Linked DNA regions of Rattus norvegicus: region 2 is linked to region 1. The links are chromatin contacts, called in public Hi-C maps. All regions are on one chromosome and are shown on one strand. Each heading gives the region's core, a stretch centred on a gene start, on an enhancer-like site or on the middle of the called end of the contact. The rest is flanking DNA. Distances are from core to core; before and after follow the strand shown.

What was found. A called contact is a pair of places that touch in the nucleus more often than the background predicts.
Region 2: a contact with region 1 is called in a Hi-C map of frontal cortex, with 3 times the contacts expected there. The contact joins the promoter of Cnr1 here to the enhancer-like site in region 1. A contact is called at or near these places in 2 of 12 Hi-C or Micro-C datasets (frontal cortex and prefrontal cortex).

What each region holds. Positions count from the first base shown.
Region 1 is chr5:52,719,984-52,722,745 of GRCr8, reverse strand. No RefSeq gene overlaps it. Among named protein-coding and RNA genes, the nearest start is that of Rngtt, 220 kb to the right of the region's middle. Within about 2 kb of position 1,290, at least 16 of the 93 cell types and tissues checked have an H3K27ac peak or open chromatin away from gene starts, as enhancers often do.
Region 2 is chr5:53,207,096-53,209,795 of GRCr8, reverse strand. Cnr1 (cannabinoid receptor 1) reads right to left here and starts at 1,439. Exons shown (of 2, transcript NM_012784.5): 1 at 1,350-1,439.

The sequences.
Region 1 (2,762 bases), core at 41-2,540:
TGGAGTTCTCAGCAACAGAGCTAGACACTCTCAGGAATCTGAGCCCTTCCTACCTCTAGGGTGTGAAAAGTCAGTTGGCCAGCTCCCCGAAGTCCAGCCAGTTGAGTCTCTGCTCCGTTGGCCACATCTGCAGCCACTGGCCTCACAAGCGTATTAAGTCTTTCGAAAGCAGCTCTAAAAACAGGAGGAAGATTTTCTCTTTGGCAGGAACATTTGGAATAACATCTTTTCAAGTGTGTAGATCAGAATATGAATAGGCTGGGGGAGTGGTAGGAAGGGACTGGGAAGGAGGGGCTGGGCCCACAGCTTGGGCCATTCTGAAAGGGCTGGCCAGGCAGGAAGCTTGCTTTCCTTCTCTACAAAATGACAAAACCACTGTGGGGACATTTACAGCCAGAATTTCTTTGACATTTTAAAAATCTCTGAAATCATCGAAACTGGAAGTGCGTGTACCATGTGCGCTGGCAGGGGAGATGCTTATGGAATGGGGCTGATTTGGAAGGCACCCCTAGGGCCTGCTTGCTTTAGTCAGGTTTGTTGTCTGGGTTTTGTATAATGGAAGGGAAGCACTTGTCAGTTTTCAGGGCAGCTTTGACTTCATGTAGAAGCTGGGAAGAGGGCTCATTTATAACGAGCTCTACATGCACGTCTCCACTCTCGACATGGGTGTCTCCTCTCTCTGGTGACAAAGGACAGGAAGGAGAATATTTTGGATGCGCCCGAGAATAAAGATGGTTGCTGAATTCAACTGACCCTCACAGTAGGCACTGGGATTATTCTAGACCCACCATGGGTTTAGGGCTTTGGGAGAATCAGATACACTCCCTCCACAGGCCCTGAGGGGTCTCAAGTCTTGACACCTCTTCTCTGCCTCCAGGCTTTGAGAGGGGCTGGGCTCTGTGGGGAAACTCTGGACCAGGCATTTGGCCCAGAAGGCAGAAACAAATTGATTCCATCCCTCCACACATGGTGCCATCTAGAATAGAGCACTCCACATTCTACTCTCCACCTGGGGTGCCCGACTGCTTTTCCCTCCACAATCCTCCCCCATCAGTCATCTGCTAGACTCAGATCCAGCAGCACTTGGGGACAACTTCCAGCAGAGGCCCATGACAAGGAATCTATTCTTCCTTTATGCAGGCAAAAGAAAGGGAGGAAAGGAGAAGGCCTGGGTTTTGTGATCCTAACCTCAGAGAATGGGCCAGTCAGCTCAAGCCTGAAGCAACTTCCTCAGTCCAGTGTGGTTCTTTCAGGAAGCTCCACACAATCTATGGGCAGTTCTGAGGAACTCAGGCCAGTAGCAGCTGTGTTCCACTCTATGTCAACGGAGGCCAAGCACTGGGACCCTACGTCATTCGTGTGGGCTGTCACATTCTGAAACGGGAAGTAGATTAGCTTTGTGACTGGCGTTTCTTCTCTGTCACTTTCACAGGTGCACATGGAAAGGTTTGGTGACAAGATTTTCAGGGTGACAAGAATAAAGGAGGCTGCCAATCAAAACCTTACGAGCAGTGGCCCATGCAAGGAACAGTTCTGTGCTTCTGGGAACAGGTGTGCAAAGAACATTCTAACTTTATCTGCCCAGAGAATTGCTTGCCAAGTCTGGAACTTTCAGGATGAAGAATGCTTGGGGTACCAGACAAAAAATACAGCATATTTTAGAAAGATTCTGCTAAGGACTTCTCCCAAAAGCAAGGCCCCCAAAGCTCACTCACAACCTTTGGGTAAGAGACAGGCTGAGGGCTTGACTAGAATTCTCTCCGAGGGGAGGTCCCTTGAAGGAGCAGGAGGTCTCCAAGTGGAGAGGCTGAAGGAAATGGACTGTCTCCGGAATTAGTCTCAGCTGTACCCCCAGGCTAAGAAAGTCAGAGTTGGCCCATCCTGGGCTCTTCTCAGACAGTTTACTGCTTTCTGTCCCTTTAGAGAGCACTGTTTGTCCAGGCTGTGACTAGTGAGTGTTAGTGATGGCCTTCAGGGGAGGTTGTCATCAACTTACAGCTGGTTCGATGGGCCAACTGTATGGTAAATACAGTCAGACTTCAGGTTCACCCTCTATTTTGAGGCTACCCACCCTCAGCAAACAAAATGTACTGTCTGGATCAGTCACTAAAACACAAGTGTTTTAATCTGCATTTGTGATTTAGATGAAGTCAATGTCATGTCTTAGAAAAACATATTTTTCTAGGGATGGTCAAAACAGAACAAGATGCTGGCACACTCAGAGAGAACGGAGAGGGATGACCGGGCCACCCTGTACAGCTAGTGCCCACTAGGGGCTGCCAAGGCACCATACCTTGCAGTATCTGCTGGCTTTGGGCTCTGGCTTCTGCTTATCAGGCATGAATGTCAGACGTTCAGATCTGAAATGAGCTGAGGAAGCACTGTCTCTTAAAATTCATGACAAATGCCACCTTAGGGCCATGTGGAGAAAGAAAACAAGGGTCAAGTCCCAGCTCCCCGGGACTGTGTGATTCTGGGCAAGTTACCACAGACCTCTGAGCACAGGCCTCTTGCAGAAGCACAGATGACAACTATCCCAGAGAAGCTCAGGCACAGGGTGACCACGGTTTGTTCTATTCCCAGCTCTCTTCAGTGACCGCAGTCCTCCCTCCAGGAAATGGTTCCTGGAGCCAACCAAAGATCACTCTGCTTCTCCTGGCCCTTTGCAGCAATATGTCCCTTCCATTTCTCCCTCAGTTATTAGTCAGCAATGTAGTCACGCTGGCCATCTACCTCTGACCCTTGCCCCCAACACATGCCTC
Region 2 (2,700 bases), core at 190-2,689, 490 kb before region 1:
GCCCTGGTAGTGTTTCAAGCACTGTGCAGTCTTGGTTTACAGTAAAAAAAAAAAACAAAAAAAACCAGAATTATAAATAATTTAAATCCAGAGGCTGGGTTCACTCTACCAGATCAGTCAGAAATGATGACTACCAAAACAGGATAGAAGAGTCTTCAACTGGGAAGACCCAACATCCTTTAAAAATGCTGGGAACCCAAGCTCTGAACTGTGTTCCTTATGCAACTAACCAAACGTGATTACCCCCAAGAATAACGGGCAGTATCCTAGAGGAGAGACTGCATTGCACTGACCTAATTCAAGAAGCTATGACCAAATTGCTCTTTACCAATTGTGTGTTCTTAGGTATAAATGTGTTATCAGTATCTAAATTCAATTTGTTACTTTTTTCCTTGTAAATTCCTGAATAGCTAGTTAGAGGAGATTATGTATCAGGCCAACTGCTTTCTGGGAAGAAGCATTTGGTGAGTGCCATGAACTCTAAACTGTCAGATAAGCTCTATTTAATAAAGCTTTTTCTCATATAGTAAGTCCAAGTCTAATTTCAAAGACCAATATACAAGACAACCAAAGAACCTGTCTACACATCCTGGCAGCTAATGTTCATCCTAAGTCAAAACGCAGGAGAATGCCATAGATTGTTTTGGAGAGTTTCACGGGCTTGGCTTTCGTAATTCATAAGCTGACAGAGCATACTAAACACTTATCAACACAATCAACTGGGGCTGCTTCCTTCTTGAGAAAATAGATAAAACGATTCGTGGAGTTTTCCTTCAGGATGGTCTGTAACCCATAGCATGTCACAAATACCATGGTTCTTTTGGAGAATATAATTCTGAGCAGTTTCATCTGGATAACATTTAACAATTTCACTATTTTAACATTTTCAAATGCCAAAAAGAACACACTGATCCTGCAGTTAGGCTTATTAGAGAGGAGCAGTCTCCCAGGCAAGACAGAAAGGAACACAGTCCGCTGGGAGATGGGTAACAGGGAAAGGAAAAAGAAGCAGAAAACACTGGAGAGCAAACAAAGCCAAGCCCAGCTCCACTCCACCATGAGGTCTTATTTTCAGCAGAATTAAAACTTTACATACACGATTCACAAACACCACCTATGGCTTAATTAAGGTTCTAGTCACAACATGCATTTCTATACACAGCCACTGATGCCATTAAATCGGGGGGCGGGGGGGGGGGTATCAGATTTGTCTTCTTAACAATGAGCACACAAGCAAAGTCATTTTGAAAGGTCAGAAGTAAGCCATGTGGCATTATCACGCCCCCTCCTCACGTAGGATCTGGAACACAATGAAATCTCCCCCCAGTAGACACTTGATACATACATACCTCAGCCATGGGTGCTCCTTGCTTGAAATGGGAGACATCTTTTGAAGAAATAAAAGAGCCTGTTCACAGTAAGTTCTCCTAACGACCTAAAATGATTAGGTTTTTTCTTTTTTCTTTTTTTAAACCATGTCAACATGAAGCCTCTTTCCCAGCCACAGCAACTGCTCGTGTGCCTAAACCAACAGCCTGCAGTGTGTGCTGCTTAGCATGCTAGAGGTGCACGCATTCTGTTCCTCTGTGGACGTAATCAGAAAAAAATATTTCTCTCAGTTAAGAAAGTATTCGCGGCCTTTCATTTTGATAGAATTGCTCCTAACTGAGTTAGAGAAGGTGGGGTAGGGAGGGGAAGGGAGGGAGGAGGGGACAGAGAAAAATCGATCAGTAGATCTATCTCCCTTTCAAATTGTCAAAAGCTGGGATTAGAAGACCAGCACTTTAAATCAGACAGTCCTGTGGGGACCTCGGAGGTCGGCTACTCCTAGTTTCTCAATTTTCTGCCAAACAGACTGATGTCAGGAGCGACCCCACAGATAATCAGTACCCGCTGAGTCTCCCCTGAGCATGTGCATCTCCCCATTGTTCAAAGGAATTAAGTTGGCAATAAAAATGAGAAGTTATGGGACCGGGAGAGGTATCTTTCAACATCCTTAAAGCCAGTAAATCTGCTCTAATCTCTTATTGGATTAAATGTCCAAGGAGGTTTAATATGCCAAGAAATAAACAAAGGCAGGAAGAGCTAATAGCTCCTATTTGGAAGAAAATTAAAAAGATAGGAATAGGATGTTTCATAAATAGGTTATTAAATTTTTTCTAACCTCTTTGAAACCTTTGAGAGATGACCCATGTACTACAATTAGAAACACGCATGTTGCTTTAAACTTTGAGATGGCCAGACAACAGTTCTCATCCATCACAGCAAACATTTGCATTTAGGAGACGCTCCATTTATGACTTGTAAATCTTACCAAGAAACGTCTTTTGAAAATAAAGCATCAACTTTATTCGCCTGGCGCCAGCTCTTAGTCTCGTGTTCCTATAACATTCAATCACAGGTATCAATACTATGCAGATTTGTTTTTTTCCTTAAAGAGAGATGGCTACTGTAGCTATCGCTCTGCATCAGAAGTTCGTCGTTTGGCACAGATTTTTTACATTACACTTAATATTTTAGTTGAGTCGTTTTCTAGATTCGGCACAGAGACATGTATTCCCCCGGAAGACTTAGTTTCTGAAACGGTTAAAAGATAGCAAGCATTGACTCCAGCGCCTGTTTTTCAAACATGCACAATTACACATTTTCTAAAAGCAGACATCAGTGTATGCAGAGCTAGGGGCACATTCAGTAAATTGT